Linked DNA regions of Siniperca chuatsi: region 2 is linked to region 1. A link is a contact called in public Hi-C data. All regions are on one chromosome and are shown on one strand. The core of a region is the stretch at or near the end of the contact, and the rest is flanking DNA. Distances in the headings are between cores, read along the strand shown.

What was found. Hi-C and Micro-C count contacts between places; a contact is called where the count stands out from the background.
Region 2: a Hi-C map of an unstated tissue shows a contact between it and region 1, with 5 times the contacts expected there. The contact joins the promoter of LOC122881127 here to the enhancer-like site in region 1. A contact is called at or near these places in 2 of 3 Hi-C or Micro-C datasets (skeletal muscle and an unstated tissue).

The regions. Positions count from the first base shown.
Region 1 is chrLG1:25,268,272-25,273,467 of ASM2008510v1, reverse strand. It overlaps LOC122881127 (SH2 domain-containing adapter protein F-like), which reads left to right. Exons shown (of 8, transcript XM_044207035.1): 6 at 3,107-3,278; 7 at 3,471-3,590. Among protein-coding and RNA genes, the nearest start is that of LOC122881368, 21 kb to the right of the region's middle. Within about 2 kb of position 2,722, the one cell type or tissue checked has an H3K27ac peak away from gene starts, as active enhancers do.
Region 2 is chrLG1:25,353,237-25,358,432 of ASM2008510v1, reverse strand. It overlaps LOC122881127 (SH2 domain-containing adapter protein F-like), which reads left to right and starts at 2,530. Exons shown (of 8, transcript XM_044207035.1): 1 at 2,530-3,448. The coding sequence starts at 3,017.

The sequences.
Region 1 (5,196 bases), core at 1,473-3,972:
AAGCTAGTATTGTTGAGATGGCTGGCAATCACAGCAGACGTGGGTTCATTCACTGTTGAGCAAATAAAATGATAGCTTTTGTTAAGTTTGGAGGCTCTCTCCTCAGGTTAATACTCTTCTTGTAGAAGTATGCACTCTGCCTGTGGAAAAGACTGAGCTCTGACAGGAAAGGTTGATGGGGTGAGCTCCACTGAGAATAGCCACTCAACCCTTTCTAGGAGGTGGAGGGAAAAACGGGTTTAATCAAGGTCAAATAAAACACTGATTGCGTTGAATCTGGGGAAGAGTAGGAATTAGTGTGGGCGCTGGGAGAATGAAGAAAATGTGAAGAGCTGAGGTCAGGCGGATGGCTGAGTGGGCTGTAGATACAGGGAGATGGACTGTGTGGAAAAACCAAGATAGCAACATTCATCCGTATGCCAGACTAGCAGATACCTTTTATAGCCTCATATGTTTAGATCACTGGTGGACTGAAAAAAAATCATATAATGTTCAAAGTACATTTTACATATCCAGTTTGTATATGGACACATAATGTAAGTAGTTTTAACAATTTTGATGCAGGATCAGACATAATCAGTGACTGATAGCCCTGCATTAGGACCATCAGAAACAGTGGAGATAGCAGATCAAAGCTTTTACTGCTCTGTCTCTCCTTTTTTCTCCCACTGGACGAGCAGACATTCCTCCACAGTCCATTTTCCGCTATCTTTTTCTGTCCTTGACAAATAAAAACACAGAGAAAAAAACAGAGGGAATTAGAGAGACAGGACTGGCGTGTTTGAGATGGAAAGATCAAAAGAAAAGGTCAGGGGGAGAAAAACGAGGAAGGGCCGGACATATGCAAACAGGAAAGGAGAAATTGAAAGCAAAGGAGGGAGAGAGAGCAATTGGCTGCGTCTTCATGTTGTGATCTGTCAGCCTTGACCAGGATGAGTGGAGCAAACATGCATCTCCCTTGTCCCCTTGGTCAGTTTCCATGGAAACGCTATTTCTCACCCTTACACATATACTGTATGTTCATCCTACTTAGTGTATTCCCATGCTGACTGCATGTGGTTCAAATGGACTGTATGAAAAAGTAGAGAACTAATAATGTCTTTCATGTGGACTTGTATGCAACACAGGGGCATCATTTGACTGCCTGTAGTCAAAGCATCAGACCCTGAAGAAGTGAAGCTACAGCTCACAGTCTTCTACGGGTCTGAGGTTAGAGCCACAATTTACCCAGCCGTCATGCAACAGTACAATTTGGCTGTCATTTTAAGACTCAGCGATAGCCCTATAACAAACAAAAGTGCAGAGGCCAAGATAACAACGGTAGTTGTCATTTGGAATAAACATTTCCATGAGTTTATGTTTAGGGAAACGCATCAGTGAGCTCAAGGCCAGCCAGTTCAACCTGGAGTTGAGTGGAGGTGAAGGGGAGCCCCTGGTGGTCAGAGCTGAAACAGCAGCACTGTGTCTCAATTTCCTGCCGTTGGATCATGTTCCATCACAGGCAGTGGTGGAAGAAGTACTCAGATCCTTTACTTTAGTAAAAGTACTGCTACAAGAGTTGACTCCATTTCAAGCATCTCCTTTTACATCCAAAATGTACATAAGAATACAGAAGTATCAGCAAAATGAAAGGTATCCAAAGTAAACGTATTTGGGCCCTGTGGCTGATACATTGTCATATATGACATTATTAATACTGGCCCATCAATGTGTAAGCAGCATTTTACTGTTGTAGCTGATTGATATTGAGCTAGTATTGTCACATTTAAAGTATCTACGGAAGATGCTATGTTTTCCCATTTAGCCCCACTTAGAGGTGTCCACAAGCTCAACGAAATTTGTTGACACGGTGTTGTCTCGTGTAGCCTAAATTGATTGATTGATACTGTCAACCCTTCCACTCAGCTTGGTACAGGAACACTTGGCAAACTCACAATCTGTAAAGTGTAATGCAACCCTCTGACTGGAATGCAGAGTCTAGACAGATGTAGACCCATCTCCATTGACATGTTGGTGAAGATGATAGTGCCTATCTGTCTGTACAGTGCCTGCCATGTTCAGGTAATTCAATTCTAGATGCAAGACTGGCCAAGGCACCAACAATCTCCAGCTAAAGCTTGTCATATAGCTGTTGCCATTATTGCTTGAGAAGTGTGTCAGTGGCTCTAAATAGGTCTTTCCAAAGCCAAGGGTGCTGTGACATCAGTTACTGTATAGTGATGGATGATGGAGGAAAAATGGCTAAAACACACATGTACACACACCCACACAGAGTTGTCCACACCGCTACTCCAACCCCCACCATCCAGTGTTTCATTCTTTTGGCTTCCATAACACTCTGACAGAAGAGAGAATTCACTTTCATTTGTCCTTGTGGGCATTATCTTCTCTCCTCATGTTAGCTTTTGCAAATAACGGCAAATGTTTTTCTGTGTGCTGATTGGCTGTGAATTCGCCCAGTCATGTCATGAGCGCAGGTCACCTCCAGCTCCCACACAGGATCAAACACTTCCCTGTGAGTTTGCCAAGACAGCTTATCATGTCCACAGTTGACCGTGAGAGTTTTGAAAAGGCAGTTTAATTTTTAACTTGCAGTACTTTGCGTGGGATTTGTGTGCGTGTACGAGTGTGCATATTTGTGCATATGACTTTTCCAAGTGTGCTTGATTGAGTGGTTTGGCGGAAGTTTGTATGTGTGTGTATTTTCTCTCACTGGAATGTGTACACAGTGTGGAAGGATTGATTTATGCCTCCGCCACTGTGTGTACATGTCCTTCAGTTGGATGATGGTGTGTGTGTGTGTGTGTGTGTGTGTGTGTGTGTGTGTGTGTGTAAAAGCACAACCTGGATTTCTGTTCTCACACACACCTCATTGCTCTGTTCTAGTTTAGTAGATACATTTAACACCAATTTACGCCATAACCTTTTCAAATGTCTACTTCCTATTAAGCACAGTAGCTTATCTTAACCTGAAGTCTAGCTGAAGTATACATACAGGACTATGTTGTATTATTATCAGAGCTGTGAATGGTCTTACTGTTTTAAAATATCCACCATATTCTTCCAGAATAAAATGTTTCAGCTGTTACATTTTCCTTTATTACAGTCCAGTTTGATGGTGTGGAGAAGTCTCGAATGTCGCCTACCAAGGAGGGGAAAACCCGACCGCTGCAGCGACACTCCAGTGGCTGTCTGGTCAACACCAAAATGACCTCTCTGGACCACTGCAGCTCTCTCGGGGAGCGTATTGACCCAACCACACCTCTGGAGAGCCAGTTGTGAGTCGGATCTTGGTGTCACTTTATTATGACTGCATTTTATTTCAAATACACCACTTTGGCCCTTTTGTTCATTTTGTGTTCATGAGCTCAAGTTCATGTTTTTTCACTTCCTTTGTTCTATTTTCTGCTTATTCTTACCATTCCTTTGTTCTTCTTCTTTCTCATCCCTATTCCTCTTGTTCACTGTAGCTGGTACCATGGAGCAATCAGCCGAACAGATGCAGAGTCTCTGCTCAGGCTGTGTAAGGAGGCCAGCTACCTGGTGAGAAACAGCGAGACCAGCAAGAACGACTACTCCCTCTCCCTTAAGTAAGGACAACACTCTCTTTCCCTAAATAACAAGCCACAAACAGTATGATCAGATACACAAGTGCACATGACACCTGGGTGAAAGAGTAATTGAAAATGCTCCATACGATTTAGCCTGCTAAAGTATCAGAGAGTTAAGAAAATTAAGTGTCTGTAAAACACAGCCAAGTATATTTTTCTGTGATTTGTACACAGTGCCAAGGATTATTTTCAACAGTCATTCCTACTGTCTGTGCACACACACACACACACACACACACACACACACACACCAGAGACATGTAGAGCCAAAGAAGTGTAGAAGGTACACATGCTTACAGGTGGAGTACACATAGTGGACAAATCTAACACTTTGCTTATGAAGGTCCTTTTATACCTGTTCCCCAATAGTCTGCTGACTCTGCCTTTTCAATATGGTAATCATTTTCACCTTTCAAACCTCCATCTCCCACCTACATCCTGCCCATCCCTTGTCCTCCACCTCCCCCTGGTATCCCCTCTGACACTGACGGCTCTTTGATTTGCTGATGTGTCCGCAACTCAGTTAATGGTGCCCTTCATCAAAGGAACCACTCTGATTGGTTTAGTCTAGTCTGACATTTGGTGGAAGTTACTTTAGCTTGAAGGCCCGCAGTGTAGTCACATCCCATTCTTTTGACATGAACATGCACCTTTGGTGGGTTTGGTTTAATGATTTTCACGACCATGCGTAAGCACCTGGTGCCATAGCAACAGTGTCAACTATAAGCATAATTTTGTAACTTGCCTATGTCAACTTTGGGGAAATTAGCTTGAGCCATCAGCTTTGAAATATTAGTATCTTTGTTGACAAATGGTCGTTTCACATATCATTTATATACAGTCCATTTTACATATCAAGGCAGGCTCAGTCATATGACATTTAGAGAAATCTCCACAACTCCAATGACGACCAGACGAGATGAAACTATAATATGCTAAGAGACATTGATTGGCCTGTGATTACAGCAGAGCTCATCTTGCTGCAGGCTTATATATCTTGGCAGGGAAACATAATGCTTTCCACTGCTCCAATTCTCTTCATGCTACTGTAGCTGACTGCCTGTCTAACTTTCCGTCTCAGTCACTGATCATCTGCTTGTGTGACTGCTTCTTTTTCTGCCTTACTGATTGACAGAAAGCCTAACTTACTAACTGCTGAGCTGTCGACCTGCTACACTGGCATTCTGACTGACTACAAACCAAAGAGACTAAATGCCTGTATGACTGGTTGAGTACTAACCATTGTGTATTTAATCTGGTTTTTTTAAAGTAGCCCAAGACACTGTCTTTTAATTAACTGGAATGTAAAGTTGCTAAGGAAGATTTTCAGGCCAAATTAATTTTCCTTGGAGCTAAAAGGGATGCAAATGTAATAACATCACTGTAAATAGCATTGAGTGGAATACATGATTTAGTACTCAAAAAACAGTGTACACAATCAATAGCTGTAAAGTGCAAACGAAGACCAGAATATATGGTTCAGAACCACACATACACACAAACAAACATAAATAGCCCCATATTCACCACACATGATTAAGAACCAGCTAGTGTAACCATTCAGAATTTTTCAGAGCTAAATGAT
Region 2 (5,196 bases), core at 1,281-3,780, 85 kb before region 1:
TACAGTAATTTATTTTCAGCTGCTTCCTTTAACACAGTTAAAGCCTAAGGAATTAAAAGTGTGAGGGTCTGTTTTAAAACTCAAAAAGAAAAACTTTAATGTTACAAAGAAAGCTGTTAAATTTCCAGTTGGCACCTCTACCCCAGCATGGCACAGTGGTAATGCAGTTATACAGCGCATGAATACTGTTATGCTGAAGTATTTTGACATTCAGAAGCATTCTGCAGGAAGTGGTGTGCAGTTATGGCTGAACTGCTGAGGCAAGAGACCAAGGCATTATAATAATGAAGACTCTGTGAGCTTAGAGCATGCAATAACTGTCCACATTGTGGTGTGACAAAACGTACCAGTAATGTGGTAATATAACATGTACCACAAAATAGAGGGTTAAAATGGAAATAGAGAGGACATTTATACCACTTTCCCTAAAATATAGGGTTGATATATTCTGATAAATTGTTTCTCTGATTTCTTAGCCCTCACCATGGCACTACCTGGTCCTGCTGTGGAGTCATATCCAGCAGCACCTGAGAAACCCAAGAGCCAACAGACGTAAAGAGGAAAATAAACTCAAACGTCTTGCGCAGCATGTCATACGTTTGAGCTGTGCAGCAACTGTTGAAGGCATTAACATTCGCCTATAGCAAACCTAAGCTGTCATCTTGTCTGAACTCTGCAAATGTCATGCTTTTTAAAAAGAAATCCCTACTATATACATGCCAACATCCCTATCACTGACACACATATGGAAAGAAAGTTTGTTCAGAATTACCAGAACTAGTTGTTGATAGTTTATTAAGGCCATGCAGCTTGGAGGGAGAGCAGGTAACAGGTTGCATGATGAACTGATGGCTTTCTACATTAAATACCAGAGTGGAAATCTACAACTTTGGGTTTTGTTGAAACACTGTTGATGTACCTGACAATCCTGTTTCAAACCAGCACTCACCACCTGCCATTGCTCAATGTTTTCTTATGTTTCTTTAATCTTGTGAGAGAGGTATTGACAATTTGTGCTAATACACTACCAGCTCCTCTCATATCATTTTTAAGTGTGATAACTTTAGCCGAATCCTATACATTTCTACATGAATTCCTCCTGGCAAGCAATCTGCCTGTGTAGGCTACTTGAGACTATTTGTATCCTATGAGGTGCTGGATTACAGGATTTGCATTTTAAAGGATGTCAGTGATGGCAGCTGGAGGAAATTGGCGAATGCAATTGTAGCAATGCAATAAAAGATCTGTGATGTTAGTCAAGCTGTGTAACCTGAATGACACACCTGCCCACCACAGATCCTCTAATACCTACAACATGAGATAGGCTATTACCCTGCAGCACCGGTAATATTTATATCACATCCTGTGTATGTGTAAATGCAGCACTGAGGGTACACCTAGAAAGTATGTATATTACAGTCCTAAAATATACCATGTAATGTGTGAGCTGGAACAGGCCTTTCTCTTTTTGTTCTGAGAGATTGTTTTTCCCAGAATTGGCAACACAAACTGGACCGTCTGAACCCATTTTGCTTGTTTTTTTCTTTTAAAGCTTTTATGTATGAAGCACTAGTTAAACAGATTAATGTCCTGGCTGTGGGGTGAAATTATTCCTATAAAGTGCAGGGAAATTGCACAGGTCAAATTTCCCTCTGCCAAAGTGCAGTGATGGCAGGATTTCAGGACAGCAATAATAGATTTTGTTTTGATCTCTAGAGCATGGAGTTGTCTCTCCCAGGGGCCTGCCAGGGTTAAACTCTGATCTGTACACTGTGACTTGCTCAAGGCTGTGTGTGTGGTGTTATTAAAAAGAAATATTGCTTCATAAAAACCTGCTGCGCTGCAACCATGACTCCTGTTAATGCAGACTGTTGCTGGAGTATATCTCTGGGAGGAGAAATGGGATTTTTTTCATCTGTCCTCTGATTGCAGAGGCAATTAGTGTTTAGCATGTGAACCTCTGACCCTCTGCCTCAAAGAGATTGAAAGACGCCTTAGAGAGAAATGTTTGCTTGTATTGCTGCTTTGAACAATTCACCTCCTCCACTCATGGATTGGTGTAATGGAGTTAGCTAGAACAGTGCCCAGTGTTAATATAGACTCCAGCATCCCTCTCCACTGGTCATTTGCAATGCAATTTGCAATTAAAACAGTCTGCAGTGGCCATCTGGACATGAGTGTACAGAGCAAAGGACACTTTACCCTTGAGTCCTATTGGTGGAAAAAATGTTGAACTGAAGGGCTTTTAAGCAAACAGTTAAGACTAAATTCCTGGAAATATAATGTAAAATTTACTCTGGAGAGGAATGGGAAATACATTTACACAACTTTTTTTTTTAAATTAATCCAATCAATCATTTTACTGGTATTTTAAATGCAACATAACAATGCAATGCTCTATAGCTGAGGATATAAATTATTCTGTGGTACAGTTTCACAAAGTGGAGTTAGAGACCAACAACTGGGTCTATGAAACTTGCAAAATGACAGGATGTTAGAACAAAACTTGTAATCATTTTATTCGTCCACTACTGGCAGCCCGGATATATTGCATAATTCTGCATATTACACCAAAAGTCCTCATCCGGGTATCCCTGGGGCACATCAGATGGGGGCTATGTGCTTGTGGTTTTTAAAACTAAGCGGAGTTTCAGAAGTCCGGTAGGTGGCAGTGAATGTTCTCAGGTAGGGAGGGCAGGTTGCGGGGGGCGTGTGTTCCTCTCGCACAAGCGCTCCCATGTTGCGTAGTCTGGAAACCTGACGTGGAGAGCAGCCGAGCGGTGAGTGACAGAGTTGCGGCAGGGCAGATCAGAAAGTGCCTGTGGCCGCGCTCCCCCTGCTCGCGCACTCATCTCCGGAGACACGGAGTCGCACGAGACTGGCGACACGCTCCGACACCGGTCGGCTGGCCGCGGGTGACCCGAGGATCCCACTTTGACGAACAGACTCGGGCTCCGCTGGCAGGAAAGGTGGAACTAAACTACATTCATTGACTTGAGAGCGATGCACTGGCAGCATGGCCAAGTGGTTCAAGGAGCACCTAGGATTCAAAACTACCAAAGCACCCCCTCCGGCGCCTCCGAAACCGGACTACAGACACTGTCACACCGGTGTGCCCGGTGCGCCTGGCTACCAACAAACAAGCTCCGGGGCCACCTTCCCCAGCCCCGCTCAGCCGGACATCCTCGCTGCTTACAAACTACAAAAGGAGCTGGACTTCGAGGACCCGTACACTCCAGGTGGAAATATTTCCTTTGGTCCGAGCTTGAACACTGTGGGGTCGCCGGATATCAAGTATGTGTCACCAAAACACCGACTCATCAAGGTGGAAACAATCGAAAAGAGCAGCCCAGCTCCTGGCGGCGGTGTCACAGTCACCCAAGCTGTTGCTGTAGGGAGTGTTAAATCTCCCACTTCACCTCCCTCGGACCACGACAACAAGGAGAAGGTGGGTGAAGTTTAGTAAAAACATTAGTAGCTACATGGCAACAACTGGAGTGCTTCTTTACTTGCCTATAGGCTGAACGTTCCTAATTACCACCCTGAAGTAACAACAAATTAATGAAGCTTACTAAACATTTTAGCCTGTCTTTGAACCTAGTTTCCCCCAAAATTAAATAACAGAATTACAGTGCTTTCACGTAAAACTGGTGCATATCTTTTTATGTAAAACGGTCTTTTTATGAAGCACTTGACCTCATGTAAGGAATGAATCGTTACAACCGGCAGAACTTGTTATCACAACCGCGCAACGGCTGTCCACATGAGTTGCGACATCCACCTCTGTCTGATAACTAACCTGCACTACAGGGAGTGCTGTGGAGGGAACAGTCTATGCGCTGTGTTGACACACAGCTTAATATCGGAGCAGATGTGCCTTTTTAATACTGCAAATGGTGATCTCTTGCTTACTTTGTGACAGTGAACTTGCTGTAAAGTGCTGGCAAACTCTGCTCTGCTGGGTGAAACGTGCAACAATGTGATCTAGACTTATTCACAGTGCCTCTAATTGAACTTTAATCTAATCTTGTTTAACTAGACAGATCAATTTTCTGAATGTTCTTTTTGCAGTGATGCCTGTTGCCTTGGGGGGGATTACTTAGGATGGGTTTATGGATATATGGCTCTAATTTGAGCCTCTCTTGGCACAGTCCTCTGAATATAACAACACAAGCCTCATGCCTTTTGTTGTTGATTTTTTAGCTTTTGAGGTTGTGGCGAATGCTGGGTGCTGGTCGCACACTCATCAGCACAAAGTGAATGTGGAGACAGGCAGAATGCATGCAGGCTGTGCTTTGGAGCACACTGTCATGTCAGGCTTCTCAGGAATCCATACACACCGGGTTCATTTGGAGAAACCGGAGATGTTCGGTGTCAGTAAGGACATACCGTATGAGGAGTGTGATCCCGCTGAGGAATGTTTCAGTGTCTGCATAGCTCATGTACAGAGGAGACAGCCCTGTGAAAATACACACTGTGCACCACTGTTTCCTCCTCGGATCACGTCTCAGTCACAACTGTGTTCCGAGATTTCTGTGGTCGTCTTGATTTCACCTTCATGTTGCTTCCTTCCCCCTCTTGCGTTTGCTTTCACACCTGTCTCGTGACGTGTGGCGAGTTCACAGTTGGTTTTAGTTCAACACTTTTATTTGTATTCCACAGTGTCTGCAACCTGTCACAGAAGCCTTGCGTGAAGGAAGGACTGCGCAACTGTTACTGTCATCTATATTTTCCATATGCCTTCAACACAAAGATCGGGAACTGTGGGAAGCACATCAAACTATCTTCTGTGCCAGTGTTTGTTTTCCCAAGCTGTCAGCCACTGTTTTTCAGCATCCCTCATGAACTTGGTATGCAGGTTTTATAATCATACAGCTATGTGTTATCAGTAAAACAAGCAGGAAACCAGAATTTACATTTCTCACCCAGCCACAGCTGTTCAAGCTGATTAAACAGATTATAGTTGTCTCATGTTAATTGAGGTTTATATGGATCTCCCCCAGTCAGGAACACAGTTGCATCTGCCCCTCTGCTTTCCCTCTTCATGTGCACATATGGCTTTAACAGACGATTAGCAGATGATTGTATAGTATGGTTTAAATACCTCACACCTACCAGTATGAATGATGTTATGGACGAGCTAAATCAGCACTGACAGCTGGTGGGCTTAAGAAATATGACAAGAGAAGGGTTTAA